Regions from separate parts of the Gadus morhua genome. Here region 1 is linked to region 2. Evidence: chromatin contacts called from public Hi-C data. All regions are on one chromosome and are shown on one strand. Each heading gives the region's core, a stretch centred on a gene start, on an enhancer-like site or on the middle of the called end of the contact. The rest is flanking DNA. Distances are from core to core; before and after follow the strand shown.

The links. Hi-C and Micro-C count contacts between places; a contact is called where the count stands out from the background.
Region 1: a Hi-C map of gill shows a contact between it and region 2, with 6 times the contacts expected there. The contact joins the promoter of LOC115541415 here to the promoter of cry1a in region 2. A contact is called at or near these places in 5 of 6 Hi-C or Micro-C datasets (blood, gill, gonad and 2 more).

What each region holds. Positions count from the first base shown.
Region 1 is chr4:1,364,095-1,370,012 of gadMor3.0, reverse strand. LOC115541415 (zinc finger protein 62 homolog) reads right to left here and starts at 2,363. Exons shown (of 7, transcript XM_030353130.1): 1 at 2,233-2,363; 2 at 419-621. The coding sequence starts at 2,260. It overlaps LOC115541516 (a long non-coding RNA gene), which reads left to right and starts at 2,377. Exons shown (of 2, transcript XR_003976369.1): 1 at 2,377-2,844; 2 at 3,883-4,792. It overlaps LOC115541443 (ankyrin repeat and BTB/POZ domain-containing protein BTBD11-A), which reads right to left. Exons shown (of 13, transcript XM_030353184.1): 13 at 5,056-5,918.
Region 2 is chr4:1,212,869-1,218,977 of gadMor3.0, reverse strand. cry1a (cryptochrome circadian regulator 1a) reads left to right here and starts at 1,496. Exons shown (of 15, transcript XR_003976348.1): 1 at 1,496-2,891.

The DNA of each region.
Region 1 (5,918 bases), core at 1,114-3,613, 150 kb before region 2:
CCACACGTAAACAAACATCAGAAACCTCAGGGACTGAATTCATTACCTGAAACAATGCAAATGTATTCGCTTTTCGGGAAACTTAACAAAGCTGCTGATGTTTAAAGAAAGGTAGGCTACAACATAAGATTAATTTAGCCTTGCCTAGTTTCTCTATTGCACCATTAGAGTACTTTCTCTTTTGCTTTAGAATCTGCGTCTGTGCCTACTTAGGTAAATAACGACCCTTGGAAATCGAAAAGGAACGGGCAGCTTGGAGATTAACACGCATTTGCAAATTAGTCTGGCACTTCCAGACTGTGTCAAAATAGCTTGACTATGGAATTACATTACCGTTATATATATATATATATATGTGTATAAAAAGGAGAAGTTTCTCAACTTCTGAAAACTCCTTGAGCAACAATCCTTCTCTCACCCTCGCTCGGAGTCCCAAGAGGAGCTGGGCCTTCTGGTCGGGATTCAAGAGTTCTGGAACGATGTCCGTGACGGTGCTGATGAACTCCTCCAGCAGCCCGTAGCCCTGGACGTCGCCCCGCTGGACCACCTGCCACATGGCGGCTGAAACCAGGCGCAGCGGCGGCACGAAGAGACGCAGGGACGGCAGCGGGAGATGGGCCTCTGGGAGGAGGAGGAGGAGAGGAGGGGATCAGCTCAGGCCTTTGGTAGCCTGGGTCACGCGAAGTGCATCGACACGAGCAGGCGACAGACGCTCTCGCTCTCGCGCACGCGCACACACACACACACACACACACACACACACACACACACACACACACACACACACACACACACACACACACACACACACACACACACACACACTTCAATTCAATCCGCCGGCAGAAGGGTCGGGAGAAGAGCAATACATTTCTTTCTGCTTCCGATACGTTTTTTTTGCAGGAGCGAATCACCAAGCTGGCTTTTCCCCCTGGTGCGCCATTGGCTGGTTTTACACAATGACGACAGGGAAGCGACGGCAAGCAGCCTATCGAGCTGCCTCCGAGGCTCCTGGTTCCATCTAGATTCCACTTGGGTTTTGAATTGTCGGTGCCGTTGAAGGAGTAAACGATTATAAATGCTACTTTAATGGCACCGACAATCCAAAACCCAAGGGGAATCTAGATGGGAAAAGTGTGTGGTTCAAAACGTGAGCAGCTTTTACTTCTTCGCCACCTACAGAGTTTGTTATGTACGATAATTCAAAGACCCCATGTAGTTTCCCCCCCTGACCAACGTGCAATTTACGATTGAGCAGCCTTGGTCTGGCAATAGCCGGCTATGCCTTTGGGGCCGAAGCAACAGTACATCACAGTGACCGCCTCCATTTTGGAAGCATAGAGGACTGGATGTTAGTTACTGTGCTGGTGTTAATGCTTATTTGGTCATTGTTTAGTAATTAATCATGAAATCCTGTGTCATCATGGGAAGACATTGTTGGATTTGAAACTGCTGTTTATAATGCAAGACGTGTCAAAGCTACATTTTTTATGGATTTAGGATTTTTTTTAATTCAGGGTCTACAGTACAACAACTCCCTTGGGTCCTCTCAACATGGCGTAATATCTCGACCCAAAACTCCCATGATGCATTCTGATGCGCATGCCCTGTAGCCGTACAGTGTGGGGTCAGAATCATGAGGATAACTTTTGATTGAGTCTCAGTTTTGCATTATGTGGGATCTGGAGTCTTGTAAGGGAACGACAGAGAAATGGCTAAGATTATTTTACTTTACATAATATCGGTAACATACATTGCATTCGTGGTGCAAAGGAGGATTCCCAGCATGTCCTCTATTATGGCTATCAAACAGCGCATTTGAACGTTTATATTGTATTTGCTATTTATTATTCTACTTTCTGTGAAACATTGTGTATCTGCAGGTATCGAGAGGTTGTGACGGTAGTAGTTGTGTTATAAGTTATACCTTGTGATCCTTGATCGCGGTTGTTACTCAACAGATATCGCCCCGAGTTGTGATGAGGTCGGTTTGACAGGTTACCCGCGAGCTACGGCTAGCCATCATGGCTAACATACTAACTAGCCAGCTAGCGGGCTAGCTCCCTGCTAGCCGGTTAGCTCCCTGCTAGCGGGTTAGCTCCCTGCTAGCGGGCTAGCGCCGTGCTACTGTCTCAGAGCGGGGTACGCCATGTTGAAAAACGGGCGCACACAATCTTGCAGAAACTTGATAAGCAAAAACATTTATTATATTTTAGGTCCATATCGCCTTACCATTCTCACCAGGACTCGGGCTCTGCATCTCGGTATTCAGATGGGACAAAAGCAGAGGATAAATGTCTTAACTTGAAATGGTTGTGAGTCACTCTCCGCCCGACCCTGCGGTGCTAGTGGGGTGGAAGGAGGGGCGGCTCGATATCTGCGCTGGGTGCGCAGAACGACCGGATGTAGTTCAGCATGCGCTGCAAACTGTAGACACCGTACACACCCGGGCGCGCACCGCATACGAGGGGGTGATGGCTGCTTTATTCACCTGTTGTGTTGCATGACAAGACGAGTTATGACAATAATAAGTTCCAAGTAGCTTATTTGAAACGATTTTTTTTGTCAGTCGAAATGAATAACATACAATAATAAAAAGTTGTTACAAAGTTTTGAATACAAGTATATATTATTTGTGAATTTGTTTTTGTTTCTGAAACTATTTCAACTTGTATCTTTTTTAGAGTGAAATTCAGCTATGCAGCCCATGATGTAACCAGTGTCGCGTATATTAAAATGAGCCTGCCTCAGGACGGCACAGACGGGGGGAACTCCGCCGTTAATTAAGAGGACAGCTTTGATTGACAACCGGCTGAGCAGGTGTGCCGAAACCCATCGCTTATGGTAGGTAGAGCGTCGTTTTCTCTTTGGAAGGGATTCAACCAACCGCGTTCATTAGAGCAGTTGGGAAAGATTATATTTGGACGCACATTTGTATTAAATGCTTAAACTGAAGACTGCGATAGAAATAAATGGAATGTCGCAGTTTCATGTTCAATAAATGATACACCTTGTCTCTATGACTATGAAATTCACCGACTCCCCACTTTCATAAATATGAATACATTGAAATATGAATGTACTGCGTTCATATCAAATAGTAATCAGCTTTAAACGAGAACCATACTACAATCACGGCAATTTTGTCACATATTTTTTTATTGCTTATTTTTCATTGGCATATAGTACCCACATTGTAATAACACAAAACTCGAAAAAATCAGCATAGTCCTTTAAGAAAATAGCCGCCAGGGGCCGTGGTTACACTGATTTTACACAGGGCTTCGTGCGTAACAGCACCCCCTAGCGGTTCTATACGTTTCAGAGAATCTTACCCCTCTCTCGGACGCAGCCATCCACACCCACCACTGGCTGGAGGGAGCTCCACACATCAACACACACCTCGCCACCCATGTCCCTTCATTGGGAGGTTGAAGTGCATTGGAACTTCGTAACTCCTCTAAATTGAGTGATAAAATAAAATGTCATAGATTAGCCTACTATCTTGAAGACCGAATTGAATCGACCACGTTAAAACCAAGTGAAACAATTCAGGGTTCAGGTACCCGTTCAAAGCGGGCACCTGAACGCGGGGTCAGGAGGTTTGGTCCTCATTTAAGGTTCTTTCATCAAGGAGTTGATTGTTTCATTTCCTTATTTCAATTAAAGAAGTCATGTTTTTTAATTAGTCTCTAAAACCCCCAAACCACAAGAGCCGTAGCTAATAACGCCTCCCCCTAGATGAATTCCCGGCGCTAGCACGACGTGCTTTAAAGACCTGTGGCGTGCCAATGTTTTGCTCTGAGGATGCATCCAACTCGACTCCTCTCCTTTTTATACCCTGGCCGTCCTCTGCCAACACAAACCATGGCTGCGTTCCAGAACGTTCTCCTTGATCCCTCCTGCTGTGGGCACCAGCAGTATCACGACTGAGCACTGGGAGACTGGGAACCGGTTCGGAACAGCCGAGCTGCCAGAGACATTAGTCATCAACCAACTGTCGATCATCTGACCAAACAGAACCTTCCTACTCTGTAGCCAAGCACCTTTGTTGCATGACGGCGCGCGACGTATAATCGCTCAAACATTTCCTATTCGGAGACACCAATGTACCCTCGGGACCCGTGACGATTTGTGGACGAAAGCGGATCTTTGGGTCGCGGATTCGACAACGAGAACAGTGTGCACAACGGAGATCGAGGAAAAGATCTGGAGATTGAGCAGGAAGCGAGATGTGGAATCGTGTTAGACAGACTATTCTATTGGAATGCGGCCCATACAACTATAAACTATCAATATAAATGGAACACGCGCCGCGGCCTGTGGAGACGGGGTCGTTGAAGGGGCAGGCATCCTTCACATCGCCAAACCTCCAGAACAGAGTTGTGAAGGCAGCTCTCACACCGGGGAACAGGGGAGAGAGACCCTAAAACGACGTGCAAGAGTAGGACAGAGTGGGTGAGGGTTCTACATAACCCATCAGGAGAAAGAGGGCAGTGAGTCTGAATTACCCTTGTTCTGTAAGAGGAAAATCAATCAATACAGCTACATCCATAATTCCTGTGTGGGTTTTCAGCTAGATAATAATGATGTTACAGGATGCTGCATTGTAAGTGCTTTTTGGTGGGTTTTGAGTTTGGGCTCTTTTGGCGTTTTAAGTTTGACTTCTTTGCTGAATGTTTTATTTTTATTTTTTATATTAGTTGATCTAAATCCAACTTTTTCCTATTTTTTAAACTCCAACCTTGAATAAGAAAGTGTATGCTTTGGAATAAAGGGCCCTTCATCTTCAGACTTTGTGACTTCAGACATTTAATTCCTCATAGTGCCACCCTGTCTCTCTCTACCATTTGCTCTCCTGAATTATTCGGTACGGTTCTGTGGCTCATTAAACACACTTTCACCTCATCCCTCTTTAAATCTGCATGAAAGTCTTAACAGATTTAACTTTGTGCGAGGAAGATAAGTTGGCCTGTGTGACACTAAATATGACAGTTATAAGACATTAAAGGAACAATCAACCCTAAATATGAATACTAAATATTAAGGATATAATGAGTTTAAATTCTGAAGTTTATTTTCCCCTCCATCAGACGATTGTACAAGACAATGTATTGCTCACTTGCAAACAATGTCAAGTCACAAAAATAAACACAAAACAAACCCAGTATAATATAATTTTTTCGTGTATCATAATACAGTATAAAAAAATAATCTTGAAACAAATCTTCAGCATGCGCGTGAATGGAATTACGTGGAGAATCATAACAGGCCAGGGTCACAACATTTTGGAGACTCAATCGTTGCACGTATCTGATGGGAGGAGAAACTGATTCTTAAGCCGAGATGGGTGAAATAGAGAGAGTGGCAAAAACAACCCACACGGTGTAAAGGTCATCAATATCGTTGTTTTATTGGCTCTAAACCAAGCATCTCAGGAACACTTGCACTGTCTGTAGCACGACGGCAACACCTTCATCACGTCGTTAGACTCTACACCACATCCCTGCTATTAACACCAGCTATCATTTATATATCAGGTATTTTTTTATATGTATATATGCATATATATATATATGTTTATATGCATATATATATGTATATATACATATATATATTTATAGTACAATATACATGTTTTCATCAAAGGTAAAATTGCAAAAAAGTGAGCTCCTGGATTCCTACTCTTTAGTATTGCATGCATGTGTTGAGTGCGTTGAGATGTGTTGGACGACGGGGAACGGACGCGCAGGCAAGGCGCTGCTCAGCGCCGTGGGTTCGTGGAGAGATGTCACGTGGCGGGCGGACAACGCCGCAGTTTGACCGGGACACAGAAAGGAGCCATGCTGCTCACCCAAACACAACCCGACACACAACTCAAACGCACACTCGCACTGCTCATTCAGTGAGAAGCACAG
Region 2 (6,109 bases), core at 247-2,746:
TCCGTGCTGCGGGGAGAAGGCGGAACCAGCCGAATGATCCGGGGTCAAACCCGGTCAAATGAAGAGAGAAGCGACCTTCATGGCGGAGCAGATAATAAACGTCTAGATCTTTATTTGATTTGATTTATTTCTTGATCAAGACGCTAAAACAGTAATCCAAATGATGACATGCAAAAGTAAAAGCCTTATTTCCAGCATTGTCCTTCGAAATAGATAGAAATATTATAGTCCAGCGGTTTGTGTGTTATCTTTCTCGGTCGGCGGGTGAGGAGGGACGGAGTGCGTGACGAGGCTGGATTCCGAGGCCAGGCGGAGATTAACAGTTGGTTGCGGCGGAATGATTCATCATGCTGCTGGGGCATCTCCTCCTCGCGCACGAGCTGAACCATCTGTCCCCCCCCCCCCCCTCCCCCACCCTCAAACACACAAACACACACACACACACACACACACACACACACACACACACACACACACACACACACACACACACACACACACACACACACACAAGCACATACACTTACACACACTGTTTTGGGCCCCTCGCTATTTCTTTACGTTGAATTATCATCCCGGTAGAAATGTGTGGAAACAGAATGATGACCCCAATTTGTCGAAGCAGAATGTCGATACAAACAAACAAAAGCAAAGGAAAACAAATAAGGCGTTAAAGCCTACGTCTTTTTTTATCATGATGCACACACACACACACACACACACACACACACACACACACACACACACACACACACACACACACACACACACACACACACACACACACACACACACAATGCATGCTTACACGCAAACTCAGATGACTTGTGCTTATATGTTGCATTAGCCTAATCATTTCTATCATTAATTACTACTGCAAAGACATAATCTTAGTTGCTTGCTAACAGCAACTTATAAATAATAATCAATACAAAGTTAGACCGTATAAGATTGGTGATGCTAACTTGTGATGCTGCCTGGGAATATTTCAGCATTCCATTACGCTTTAGCATACAATACAATATGCCGACATTTCGCTCATCATGTAGCGTAATATCGTACAAAGACCTTGTAGGGGGTTTTAATACGGATCAGTAGTGAAAAAAATCGTAAATGTTCAAAAATGTATTTTATTTTATTGATTTCCCAGAAAACATTGGCCTACGTCAAGACTAACAGGTTAAGGATTCCGTGATGCTATACCGCCACCGTTTGGCCAACAGACGAAACACACACGCACTCAAGAATCAACAGCTTTTCGTTGCGTAATAGCCTATAGGTGCCCGTTTATATAAGATTTTTGTGACACATTTACGCCTCCTGTAAATACACATGGAGTGAAAGTTTCATGATAGAAACACCAAATAGGCTACATCATTTATGCACTGTTAAACTAAATGATGACCCGATATGCACGCCTATATATTAAAACGATCACTATTAACATCTGCGTTCTTAATAAAATAACGTGCCTCATTGGCCCATCCAAAGAAAAACAAACAAATCCTATATTAGGCTATTATAAACCTTATATATTATACCTATGAATGTATACATTACATTACAATAACATTACATAAACCATACACAGAAAAAATCAAGGTTTCTGACTTAGACAAACGCGCGCGCGCACACACGCACATGAGAACAACATTGCAGTTGCATGGCACATGGTCGCCGCGATCATGCCGTGGTTCATGTGATCATCCGGGTATTTTCAAGGTGTTTACAGATTAGTGGGCGGGGCAAGTCGTGGGGCGTCAACTACAAACATAATAACTATCTAGAAATCACTCAAAATATTCAACGAAATATAGATATTAATCAATGAAAATGGTGTTCATGTCATTAATATCACTTTATATCAAATATTTAGTGAATATTATTGAATAAAGTCGGAATGTGGCGGGGAGCATTGCAGAAACGTGACAACTCGGTACCGACGTCTGCGGTTTCGGCCAATAGCGAAGCTCGAAGTCATGTGCGTCATGCTATGGGCGGAGTCATGACGGATGTAGGCGAATCGAGGTTCCGTTGCATAGACGGTGCGTGTCTCCTCTCCTCCAAATCTGAGATATGTACCCGAGCATCAGCACTGCCTTGGTGTACGACTCAGTAAGACTCATCGACTGCTGAGTATCTGCTCAGTTTTTTATCGGTAGACTGTAAAAAACATTCTCCGGTCAATTGTATTGAAGGGCTTTCACTTCGAGGAGTTGACAGTCTTCCCACGGCGCGATACAGTTAATTCTTTAATTGCGTGGACGTGTCGTGTCTGATTTCTTCTATTTTGCGTGTAGCCGCGGCGCTAGTTATTGCAAGTTTATAGGGCATTGACAAACGTGTCACAGAGCATTGGTACGCTTTTTCTCCACAATTTAGAAAAAACAAGTTATACAACAGAAGGCTGGGGACCGCCACACACGGTCCTAACGCCGGTCGAGTACCTGTTCGCATCGCCGTAGAGCGCAGACTCTTGGACCAATGGTTCAGAAGTCACCAGTTTCTGTATTCTATGACATGATGGACAAGCTTTTATTAGAACAAGGTTAAAAATCGGCCTGTTTCTGTTGATCAAGCAAGACCATCCCCGGGTTACGCTGTGGCCTTGATTTTACGCATTTTTTCTCTTCGTTGACCAAAGCAAAGAAGATCGTTCCACAAAACCGAGCAGACCTTTATTTATTTTTTGAATATAGAGTCTTTATCGTAAAGCACTCGCCCGGTTGAGTGATGGTTGTGAACACCATCCACTGGTTTAGGAAGGGCTTGCGGCTCCACGACAACCCGGCGCTCGAGGACTGCATCCAGGGAGCGGACACGGTGCGCTGCGTCTACATCCTCGACCCCTGGTTCGCGGGCTCCTCCAACGTGGGGATCAGCAGGTGGAGGTGAGACCAACAGACGCATCACACCCGCCGTCATCGCGTTGGAGGCCGAATGCCATATGCGAGTATAGACGCAGCTGGTTTATAGGTTTAAAGTTAATTCAGGCATCCAACATTTCATTAAGGTTAATGTTATCCAAAAAGTGACGTAAGTATGAATGACTGCATGGGGGGGTGGTGGGGGGGACAGTGGATGCATAACAGGGTGAGCGAGGGAGGGGTGGGTGTAATGGTCACGGAGCTATGCATCTTGAGCTTGGACGCGTCACGTGATGGAGATAAACGCGCGGCTTTCTAGTTGAAGTCTGAGTCGCCGTCATCCTCCTGTCTGAGTGCCGAGCCCCATCCGTAGAAACAGGGGTTTGGTTAAATCCCAACATTGCACATGTCGGTGAAGTACTAACGTGTGTGTACTGTATAGTTGTTATTCGATATCATATAACTCTTTCGTTGTGTTACCAACTGCGCAACAAGACATGACGCACACCACCGGAGTGGTCAAGTTTCTGACATGTTGGATCGATGAAATTTATAGTTTAGTTTTTAGATTAAAAGTAAAAAATGCAGAGTGGTCGAATCCGGATGACTTACAACAATCGCATCGAATCGACGGTTCAAGTGGGTCACTGTGTTAGCCGAGAGGCGTCCCTCGCCAGGGCTTTGTTTTGACCCACTTCTTCTTCTTCTTCTTCCACGATAAGAACAGTCCCAGGTTGACCCTCCTGGCGGCCCTCTGTTAACAACAATGCGTAACAGAAGTCTCTGTTATGAATGGTCGCAGCAGCGGGGTCCGCTGAGAGACGCTCTGCATGAGGCCGCTGCTGGATGTGCGGTCATCGATTTTACATTTGAAGGTTTTGCCGGTTATAAAAAAAAGGGCTGCACTTAAGCAGGATGACTCAATATGTCTATTTGTGTTTGGTACATTCACAACACGGACGTCATCCGCGACCCACTTCTCATGTTTTTTGAGGATTCTCCTCTGTTCTCCGCAGTCGGTGAACCACCAACACTGTCTTTAACCAGCCTTTAGCTTTGGATACGTCATACACATTTGTATGTGTCTAGTAGTTACGTTAACTATTATTTTTAGATATGCATTCATGAATTAGCGATAGGTTGTTTTCTTAGGATGGGTAATGCATCGTTTAATGCCTTGCGTGTGTTTTTTTTTTGCCACTCGTACTCAGGTGATGAATACTAATGCAGTGATGGACCTCAATTTTGCCAAAATGTCACCTCCCTCAAGTCACAGTTAATAAATAAATAATAAGTAACTGAATGAATAATAAAAAATCGAAAGAACAAATCGTATTCTGCATTTATATTAGTAGTTTTTTCTTCTTTAGGTTGCAAACCTAAGCAACAATCACTGGTTTTAGTGACATCTTGTTCCTAGTCATCCCGGATTAGGCTGTGATTGTTAAAATAAAATCATCATTGAGTGATGAGTATTTGTATACCTGGAACCACAACTACCTCAGCCAATACAAATAGGCCTATGAGACAATCATTCAAACAGACTGGGATGAGATGAAACATAAAAAACTAAAAGGCGTCTTTCACCCTAGGGATCCCTCGCATGATGTTAGAAAATATTCAGAATCTGTCAGCCATAAATTACGCTACAATTACAATAACATTTCAGCCCGTGTTTGTAGATTACGAGTGCACTGAAACCTGGTCAAAAACCGTTGAAGCATAAGTCCCTTCGACCCAAACCGCCCGGAATATAGGTTCCGGTTTGAGGAGAGAATCCTCAAGTTCTCCTTTAAGTCCTCAAATCGCTCTCACCTCGCCTCCAGCTGTGAACACTGAGTCAAACCGTGGTGGATGTATATACACTGGATATATATATATATGAGAAAAACCACTGCGGGCACAGAAGGCCCCCTCCTAAGAACCCTGATGGGTTTCCACAGCAACCGAAAACATAATATTGCAAGTTGCTTACGTGTGTGTGAAGTGTACCGGCCTTCTGGGTCAAGAGATTTGCAGGCTGTAGGGACTCGGACAGGGAGTCTGTGTCGGTCTGTGTGTATATGTACTCGTATTCAGTTCCATTACAAATAGAAACACACAAATGCGCTTGCATATGGAAGGATAGTCGAAAGACTTTCGTTTATGCTCTAGAGCTCCATCAAGATTGCACCTGTGTTGTTCTGTGAAGTACGTCTGAGTCGATGTGTGAGTCAGATCTGGTCGCACCTTTCTGTAGCACCTTACTGAGTGATGAGTACAGTAGTATTCACACTGCTTAAATGGGAATGAAGGGGTGGGTGTGTGTGTGTGTGAGTGTGATGTATCCTCTTTTTATGGATTCAGTGTGGATGCCAAAACGAGTTGAAGAGAGAGGACCTGGACTCAAATACAGGTGGCATGTGATGTACAAACTTATGTTCTCACTTTCAAGAACAAACTTGATAATGCAGCCTTGGCCTGTCTGTCCATTACTTTATCGATGTAATAAAATGGTTTGCCAAAAAAATCTATAAACAGGGTAATCATTTAATGCTTTCAGTGGGGAAAATATAAAGTTGGATGATGAAGTGAAAATATAAAGTCTGAGCCCAACAAAGTGTATGTCTAAGGTTCGACAAAGAAGGTGACAAAAAAACAGAATAAATTCAACCCAAACTGCATGAAAGCCGACCTGAAAAGTGAAAGCTTCGCGGAAATGTCTTTTGGAACAGGGCTAGGGTGAGCTAGTATGAGGCTAACGACACCAGACACCCGGGAACATTACGTTTAGCTGTTCCTCCGCGGCCGCGGGCCCGTAGCCTAGCACTCGGTGTGCTTTCTGCAGCGTTCAGAACATTTACTGGCGGTCTGCCAAGGTTCCCTTTAGCAGGGCAGGCAGGGTAATGTGTGTGTGTGTGTGTGTGTGTGTGTGTGTGTGTGTGTGTGTGTGTGTGTGTGTGTGTGTGTGTGTGTGTGTGTGTGTGTGTGTGTGTGTGTGTGTGTGTGTGTGTGTGTGTGTGTGTGTGTGTGTGTGTGTGCTATCTCTGCTATCAGGTATTACTAGCGTCATTAGCATCGCGCTTCAAACAGGTTGTGGCTCTCTGTCTGTCAGATCCCAAAGCAGCTGGCCTCTTATTGCGTCATTCACGGCGTAACGGACCCTGCGATGTTTGCCATTTCGGTTGGAGCGGTCCAACGTTCACTTGTTGCTATGGTTACATTTCCCTGATGAAAATGTTGTATAAAGCAATGCTGTCGGA